3 separate regions of the Mus musculus genome follow, and regions 2 and 3 are each linked to region 1. The links are chromatin contacts, called in public Hi-C maps. All regions are on one chromosome and are shown on one strand. The core of a region is the stretch at or near the end of the contact, and the rest is flanking DNA. Distances in the headings are between cores, read along the strand shown. Region 1 overlaps Gna14 (guanine nucleotide binding protein, alpha 14). Region 2 holds the start of Psat1 (phosphoserine aminotransferase 1). Region 3 has its middle 34 kb from the start of Gm32026.

Evidence for each region. Hi-C and Micro-C count contacts between places; a contact is called where the count stands out from the background.
Region 2: a Hi-C map of the N1E-115 cell line shows a contact between it and region 1, with 4 times the contacts expected there. A contact is called at or near these places in 1 of 484 Hi-C or Micro-C datasets (the N1E-115 cell line), 3 of 130 datasets of targeted methods (astrocytes, bone marrow-derived macrophages and memory CD8 T cells) and 2 of 9 other capture datasets (liver and macrophages).
Region 3: a contact with region 1 is called in a Hi-C map of cerebral cortex, with 8 times the contacts expected there. A contact is called at or near these places in 13 of 484 Hi-C or Micro-C datasets (the N1E-115 cell line, bone marrow-derived macrophages, cerebellar granule neurons and 9 more) and 6 of 130 datasets of targeted methods (the NIH/3T3 cell line, embryonic basal ganglia, large pre-B cells and 2 more).

The regions. Positions count from the first base shown.
Region 1 is chr19:16,597,306-16,600,260 of GRCm38.p6, forward strand. Gna14 (guanine nucleotide binding protein, alpha 14) reads left to right here. Exons shown (of 7, transcript NM_008137.4): 3 at 1,635-1,789. Among named protein-coding and RNA genes, the nearest start is that of Gm41811, 15 kb to the left of the region's middle.
Region 2 is chr19:15,923,669-15,926,623 of GRCm38.p6, forward strand. Psat1 (phosphoserine aminotransferase 1) reads right to left here and starts at 1,391. Exons shown (of 9, transcript NM_177420.2): 1 at 1,196-1,391. The coding sequence starts at 1,255.
Region 3 is chr19:16,028,280-16,031,234 of GRCm38.p6, forward strand. No RefSeq gene overlaps it. Among named protein-coding and RNA genes, the nearest start is that of Gm32026, 34 kb to the right of the region's middle.

The DNA.
Region 1 (2,955 bases), core at 191-2,690:
GTAAAATAACGAGTTATTCTGCCACGTTCATCCACGTCCGTGCTGAACTCTCTATGAGAGCCTGGTCATCGGTGATGTTTCTGCAACTGCTGGCTTGCTCCCAAACTCTTCTGTCTTCCAGTCTGACTGCTTCTCCCTGAGACTCTTAAGACCAGCAGGCTCACTTTATTCATCTGCTTCCTGGGCATACATTGATGCTGACCAACCTTCCCCCTCCCCCATCCCTCTATTCCCCTCATCCTCCCCCACCCCCCCTGCCATGTAGCATGGCAGTGCCCCACCCAGTCCTCTGTCAACTGTTTGGCTTTAATTCTCAACAGCAAAGCTGGACTTCATTGTTAAATTTAAGAAAACAGCCTATGGTGCATGACATGCAAGAAGGGGCGGAGTTAGCGAGGTAACTGGCTGAGAGGCACCACCGTGAATCCCCAGATTCCTCTGTGGACTCCCCCCTCTCTGCAAGGCGTCTCCCCACACTAGTCATATCCCATGGCTGTGGATTTCTGACATGCTACATAGATACATGTGCCACATGTGTTTATTGAGCTCACATTATCAAAGAAAGCACCAACTGCTTGCAGAAAAGGAGCTGAACTCTTGGATAAAAGCACAAGTGAGATTTTTTACTCTGCTTTTGTGGAGTTTTCCCGGACTTGTTTGAAGACAGAGGCACATGGCCACTTCAGATGTAGAGGGTAGAGGGCAGTCATAGGGCAAGAGGAAACAACAGAGCGGCAATGGGAAGCCAGAAGGTTGGGGACAGTACCTATGCTCTACTCAAGGCCCTCCAGGACCCTGGATCACGCTCTCTGGCTAAGGACAGTGGAAGGAATCACATGCAGAGGTTCAGGTGCGATGGATATGCGCTAGGATTGCAAGTGAGAAGTATCCACTGGGCATACACTCTCACAGAGCTCCTGCCTGTAATCCTTAGTGTGCTAACGGAGTAATAGCTACAATAAACACTGTCTAGTAGTTGTCGTGCAGAGCAGGTGATCTGGGAGTGGTTCCTAGGTGGGAAAGAACTGTGCGCTGATTGATGCACAGGACTACGTGGCTGGCATATGGGAACTTTCTGTTGAGCTGAAGATTTCTGCTGAATCTTAATGCTGCTCTACAAAGTAAAATCTACTTCAAAGAAATACAAAGAAAAAGAAAAGGAAAAAAAAAAAACTTAAGAGGGAGAAAAAGGGCAGGGTGACAGTTGGCACTGATTTTTCCGTTTACAGAGAGAGTGTGTCCCTGTTCTTACACCTGGGGCCAGTCCACTTCTAACCAAACAATCCTGGTTTGTGACTGATACAACAGTTTATGTCCATTGCTGGCTACATAGATGTTGGAATGAACAGAAAGTGGGAAAAGTGAAAGTGGCTACAGGGCGTGGGTGTCTCTGTTCACACCTGGGTGCCGGGTCTGAGCAGCTGCCTCTGCTATTGCTGGACTGGAGGCGCAGGTCTAGTGCGGTCTGTTTCACGTCTCTAGACTGAGCAACCAAATCACCCCGCCTAGTCTTCTGGTTTCTGAGGGTTTGGCTGTGCACAGCCCAGCACCTGTCAGAGCCCTCCACCCCAGATCATCCCCTTATCTGTCATGCTTTTCTGTGCTCAACGTGGTATTTCCTTTCCGTTGGACAGGAAAATGCCCAGATCATCAGGGAAGTGGAAGTAGACAAGGTCACTGCACTCTCTAGAGACCAGGTGGCAGCCATCAAGCAGCTGTGGCTGGATCCCGGAATCCAGGAGTGTTACGACAGGAGGAGGGAGTACCAGCTGTCAGACTCTGCCAAATAGTGAGTACTCAGCCGGCAGCTGCTGCTAAGCCAACTCTGCAAGGCTTCACTTCCCAGGAGGCAGAGAGGCAGGGGGTGTGGGTGGGGGTGGGTGGGGGAGTGAGGATGTGTGTGGGTGGGTGTTTCCCCTGACCTCCTGGCCTGCTTCTTGGCCTCTTCTCCCCTAATTCTCTGTCCCAGATGTCCCTTGGGGTTAGCAGCCACCTTCTCTCACCCAATTAAGTTGGAGATTCCTTTAGTGGAACGGATCTAAGTTTTGGAGCAGAGGTTATGATTTAAGCAAAGAACACACCTGCCTGTGGTTTTTCCGCTTTCTTCCTCTCTGTATCCCTCTGGAAACTGCAGGCGGGCTTAGGCTTTGCTTAAATTGGTTGCCGATCTTGTAGTGCCCTCTAGTGATAGACATTGGCATTGCAAGACCAGCACACAGGCCTCTCGGCTGGCTTATTTGACCCTCTCAGAAAGTCAACCACTTAATGTATTTGGGATCCATAAAGCTTTAGATTTAAACCATCAACATCATCAAAATTTCTATCGCATACTATCTTGGAGATATCACAACATTTCTTCTTTCTTAAGAGTCCCCTAGGGCTGGCTGTGACCCACAGGTGACTGAGCACACAGCTTACTTCTTGGGGTTGCAGCTTGTTTATGCTCCTGCAGTTTGGTTCCTCCTCCCAGGACCACGAAACTCCCCAAACCCACTCCGTTCCTTTTACATGTTGGCCTCTTCCTGAACTAGCTTGGACTGGACAAAGCAGCTGTCAGGGAAGGCATCGTTAAGGCCCATGGCTTTTAATGACTTTGCCTAGACATTTGTCCCATGCAGCACTCAGTTCAATCCAGCTTGGCACAATTGATCTAATTACATCAGCAGAAAAGCACGATGTCGGGGGGCAGGGTGGGGGGAGAAGGAAAGAAACCACTAAGACGCTAGACTGGCAGCAGAGAGGGGAGGAAGCTAGCCTCCCAATGAGATGAGCATTCTGTCCAAAAGCTAGTGGGTTCTCCTGTTTCCTCCCAGAAGCGGCCCACTGTTACTGGCTCTGAGATGAGCCTCTGGATTTACATCCATTTGGAGAACGCTTGCCAGAATGACTGTAAGATTAACTCAGCGTAAATCTTGAAAACAGAAGCAAGTCCGCTCGCTGCCAGGCGTGTGAGGG
Region 2 (2,955 bases), core at 141-2,640, 670 kb before region 1:
GACTGAGAAAGCCACGGAGAGCAGGCCAGAAAGCAGCGCCCCTCCATGGCCTCTGCGTCAGCTCCTGCCTCCAGGTCCCTGTCCTCATTGCTTTTGATAATGAACTGTTATAGGGAACTGTGAGTGAAATAAACCCTTCCTTCCACTAGTTGCTTTTGGCCACAGTGTTTCATCACAGCAATAGTAACCCTAAGTAAGACACTGCTCTCTTGGGAGGTGGAGGCAGGAATAGTTCAAAACCAGCGTGCGGTACAAAGTAAATTCTAGGCTAGCCTGTACTGAGAGACACTGCCTTACCTAACCTGGCAAAAACAAAACAAAACAAACAAACAAACAAACAAACAAAAAACCCAGAGCTTTCCAAAACAGAGAGGGATGGGGGTGGGGGAGATCTCCCAGAAGGTCCCACAGTTCTACCAAAGACCGTCATGTAAGATGAACTGCAATGGCTGCAGAAAAAGCCCTGTTCTCAGCTTGTGTCGCTGTCCCTACAAAAGAAAGGCGTCTTTCCCTCTCTCACACTATCCTGTTTCTACCCCAACAGAGACCGTGGTGTCCCGGGGAGATCGCCAGGGTTCAACAAAAGATAATTGTACAATTCTTGGCCATGCCTGCGAGCTGTGGCAAGCGGTTACCAGATAGCAGCTTGGACAGCTGGTCCATGGGCTCCCGGCCACGAGAGGCATCTCATTCCGCACAGCTGGGGTGCGGGAGGAACCCGTGCAGGATGGGACGGGATGACACACCGATCAAGTGAATGGAACTTGGCCAAACAGACCAAAGCCTTTCAGAGTCTGAGGAGACAGGCAGGTTTCCAGGAGAAAGGCTTAAGGGCTGGGTGGGTTCGGTGGAGGCGAAGAGGGAGAAGCCGGCAGCTTTCAATTTCCGAGTTCTGAGGACTATGCTCCCAGCGCCCGGAGCTTAGCCTGCGCTCCCCGGAAGGAAACGTGCCGCCCCGACCGCCCATTCATTCACACTCCTACGCTCGCCTGTGCACGCGGGAGCCGCAGAGGCCACGCCACCAGGAGGCCGGCTGGAAGTGAACGCCCGCGTCTGTGCACAGGAGCGCATTTCGGCCTCAGCAACTATCTCTCCACGGCGGCATCCCTGCTCACCGCTGTCTGTATCTCAACACCCGCATCCCGACGCCCCACATCCCGATGCCCGCACTCCGACCAAACCCCAGCCACCTTACCGAGTGTGGCAGCTTGGCAGGCCCGGGCCCAAAGTTAACCACTTGCTTGGTGGCTTCCATGGTGCTAAGGCGACAGCAGGGGAAGTGGCAGGAGCAGAGACCACGCGAACAGCCCGCGTCTCCGGATGCAAAGGCAGAGCGGGCTTCAGCCTGCTGAGTCGGCGCTCCATTGGTTCGCTGTCTCAGGCCGCTCACTGATTGGCTCTCGCTCAGAAGCTCCCCTCCCTATTGGCCACGCTCACTATCGGAGTCTACGATCAATCAACTCCTCCTGGAGTTTAGAATTTCAATCGGCTTTAGCGGTCAACGCAAGAGAGCAGGGGATTGCACCAGCCACCCGCGTGGCGAGGTGCCTTCTGCCTTCGCGCACCTCTGGGCGCAGAGTCCCCTGCCCTGGCCTCTGAACAACTTCGAGGTGGCGCGCAAACCCATTGCTCCTGGCCCACCTCCAGCTGAGCTGGGCTATGCTGCATTTGTCCCAGAGCCAGTCCCCACTGTTCACCGGACTTTCCTAAGACCCTCACAGACACTCCGACGTAGAGACAGGACACTCAAAGAAGGAGGTGCAGCGTGTAGAAATGGTTGAAGAGTGCGGTCATAGGATTGTGACCTGGTGCACCTGATAATCCCAGCAGGGTAAATCAGGAGGATAGCTACGTGGAGGCCAGCCACACTACGTGGAGGGTCCCTGTCTCAAAAATCACATACGAAGCCTTTGTATTTGCACTTGCGCTCTAGCTCACTGCCCCACGGGTGGCTACGAACTTTGGGGGCAGCCCCACCCCACCCCTACCGCCACCCCCACCCTCATCGCGGACAGCCTCTTTCAAGTCGCTGAGTCTCTGTTCTCTCATTATCTCTTTCATGAACTGAGGAGCAGGAACCTGAATGTTGGCTCTTGTGCAGGAGGTCCTCAAGTTGTGAGGAGGTATTAACGGGAGCACAATATAGTCAGGGCCGGAGGAATGTGGCCCTGAGCCGAGCTGGGCACAGTGCCACATCTGTTCAAACTTTTCCACACAAGTTCCCTTTTCAAAGGAGTTGTGCTGGAGGCTCGCTTGAGATTCTGGAACAAGAAGGCCCCTTCTATGCTAGGGTAGTTCTTTTGAAGTCCAGAACATTTTAAAAGCATTTTTCCCTCTACTTTGCAGTTTCACCCAGATTCCTTTACTATGAAAACATTTTCCCAAGTTCTTTTGTACAATGGATGGCAGGAATAGGCACCGTGCCTACTGAGCGTTAATGCTGATCTCCGCATCTGTGGCCTCAGTTTGACAGGCGTGCAATTCAGCCTTTGAGCATTTGGGCTCTTGTTTGTTTCCCATAACCTGTAGAAGGGGTGTGGCTGTGAACAGAAACACTGCTTTGAGTCTGGGAGTAGTAGAGCAAAATTGTTAGAAAAGGCCGAATAAAGCCAGGTCCACGGCCTTCTTCAGCACCTTAGTTTAAAAACTTACATAGCTGGAGATAGGCGGTGTCTTACTGGGGAGGTAGAAGTAGAGGTAAGCCTTAAGTTCAAGGCCAGCCTGATCTACAGAGCAAATTCCAGGACAGCCAGGACTATACAAAGGAACTTGGTAAACTTTATTCACCTGATTTAACTGTTGTCTGGAGCTTAACTTAGGCCTAGTCCTGGAAGCTTCTGGCCTCTGTATAATCTAATCTAGACCCATAAAATTTTCAGCCTCTGAGATTTACTGCTCAATACGCTCACATTTTCTGGCTCTTTCCAAATTCTTGTTGGCTGGTTCAACTCCGCT
Region 3 (2,955 bases), core at 137-2,636, 570 kb before region 1:
TCCTATGAGGGTTAAATCAACTCTGCCCCAGGTATTTTTTAAGTTCACTGAATCTGAAAAGGTGCACGTCTTTATTTTTCCCACATGAAAAGCAAGTGCAGAGAGGGCCAGCCATTTGTGCAACGTGTGCAAACTGGAAAACATTGCTTGGATGCCCACCACACCTCCCTCTGTCGCCAGCTTCCACCACACCCTCCTCTGTCGCCAGTGCCCAGATGCCCGCCACACCCTTCCCGGCCACCAATTCCCACTATATTGCTCTTCAGAAAGCACTCAATCTCTGGGTCCCTCGGGTTCTCCCATGACTTCCTTACCTCGCTTTGCTGAGTCCCTTTTCCATTTTATCCTCAATTCCATTTCTGCATCTTAGGGCCTCTAGATTTTTTTTTTCCCCTGAAAAACCAACACAGCAGAATGCCAACTACAGTTTTCTCTAAAAAAAAAAAAAGAAAGAAAGAAAGAAAAAGAAAGAAAGACAAACAACAACAACAACTATGGATTTCTAGTTTTTACATTTTTTTCTAGATGTATTGTCTTTTTAAAAATCTTTTAATAATATTTATTTTTATTTTCCTTTTGTGGATGTAATTATGTGCATGTCTGGGGTGTGTGTGCGCATGACTATAGGTACCAGTAGAGATCAGAAGAGGGTGTCAGGTTCCCTGGGGTTGGAATTACAGGCAGTTGAGAGTTGACTGACATGAGTTCTGGGAACTGAACTCAGTTCCTTTGCAAGAGCACTAAATGCTCTTAACCACGGAGCCATTTGTACCAGACAAATAAATCTGTCTGATGTGGAAAGCAGCCATCACAGCCCACCTCTCTGCAGAGAAGCGGTAGAATGCTGACTTAACTTACCCGAAAAGAAATGTTCTCTATTAGCCAGCGAGTAAAAGCAAAACAAAAAGGGAGGTGTTACTTGACTGTTTACACTAGCATTGGTCATCAGGATGCTGTGTTCACTATGAGGCTACCTGATACCACCTTGGCATGGATGTACTGGGAAGATGTGTACGGCTACATGCAACAGAGTACGACTAAAATGTGACCTTGCTACTCCAAGCTTGCAGGTACACTGCGTTGGTTTCGGTTTCTCTGGTCGCCTGTGGTTTCCACCATGACCACTAGGTGGCAGCTGTGGCTCCAAGCTGAAGAATGTCTAGGGACAAAAGCTGGAAATTACTGTTACCGAGGAAGAAGCCCCTTCCAGATCTTTCGGTTATGGCTTGGATATGAAGTGTCCTTCCTAAGAGGCTGTGTTGAAGTCTTGGCTCTGGTCTGATGTTCTTACTGAGAGGTAACTGAATTACAAAGACACTAACTCCATTAATGGGTGAGTCTGTTGATGAGTTCACAGCGGAAAGAGCTTCCCAACTTGGACACGTTCCATAGTTACATAAACCCTTGTGTCTCCACACCCTTGTGTCTGTGTCTCAAATGGCTCAATAGAGACCCAAACCTTTCCTGTCACATGCCAGATTGCTCAAGTAAGTCAAGAGAACTCCAGATTTAAGGAGAACTCTGCTGTAATTTAGGTATCTATGAAAAACAATGGCTTTACTACCTTGGTACACTGTAGGGAGAGTTGTAGGGAGGTAGGACCTTACACAGCAGTGGAGCAAGACGCACTGTCTCTGTTCCTGGAGCTCAAAATACCGGAGTAGGGAATTTTGGGTAGGAAGTAAGTCTGGCTACTTAATTTAAAAAATATATTTTTATTTTATTTTATTTTACTTGGTTTGTTTTCAAGGTAGAATTTCTCTGTGTAGCCCTGGCTGTACTGGAATCTGTAGACCAGGCTGGCCTCGAACTTAGAGATCTGCCTGTCTATGTATCCTGAGTGCTGAGATTGAAGGCCTGTACCACCACCACCACCACCTCTCTCTCTCTCTCTCTCTCTCTCTCTCTCTCTCTCTCTCTCTCCCTCCCTCTCTCTCTCCCTCCCCCCCTCTCCTGTGCTCTAAAAATTATGATTGGCATGCCTTTTTAATAAATGCATATGACTATTCTGGACTATTAAGAGCAATTGGTTCTGTCCTTGTTGTTTGAGCTAAATGCAAGGATTTAGATATAATTTGAATTTGAGGTTGAATCAGGGACCTGGATTTTCTGGGCTTCACCGCAGACCGGCTTGTAGGAAGTTGTCAGAGCACTGTGCCTTGCTGGTCTGTTTCCTTATAAATACCTACTGTGTTTTATTTAAACCATATCCCCACGTCACTCAAGAAGACAGACTGCAAGAGTCACTGGCTCTCTCTGTCCCTTTCCCCAGCATGACCACATCGAGATTTACTGAGTAAACCTCCCCCCTCTGCTTCTCTCTATGAATTTGGCTCCTTTAATTGGCCTGTTGAGGATGGACGACTGAACCTGGTTTGCTTGAGGCAAAGGCTGTGACCCCTAAGTGGATATTTTTAAAGGAATACAATAGAGATTTCACAAAATTCAGCTTCAAATCGAAAATTAATAGCTATACAGAGATGTCCGAATGTGATGTCGCATATACCTAGGAACACAAATGACGATGAACCCAACAGGTCAGAACTGTAAAGCACCACTGCAAATAAAATTACCCAAACTAGGATAAAAAGGAGACACATAGAATTTTTGGGAAGAAATGAAAATATATGGAGGTGGGGGGGGGAGATCCCAGTTAAATTAAACAACTAGAGATAAGATAAAAATGCTTGGATGAAAAATGTACCAAATGACATTAGCAGCAGACTAGACATCATAAAAGGAAAGTGAACTGAAAAACCACAGGAAAGATTTTGAAGTACAAGGAAAAATACAGGGGGTGGGTGTGGGTCTCAGAAAAAAGAGCTGAACACCAGTGACCTCAGAAAAGCATCCAGAAGACGGATGTGTATATAATTAGATTATAAATGAGGAAAAAAGAGAGGGCAGACAAATATTTCAAGACACTTTAGACAAAAATTTCTTAATCTCATGTAA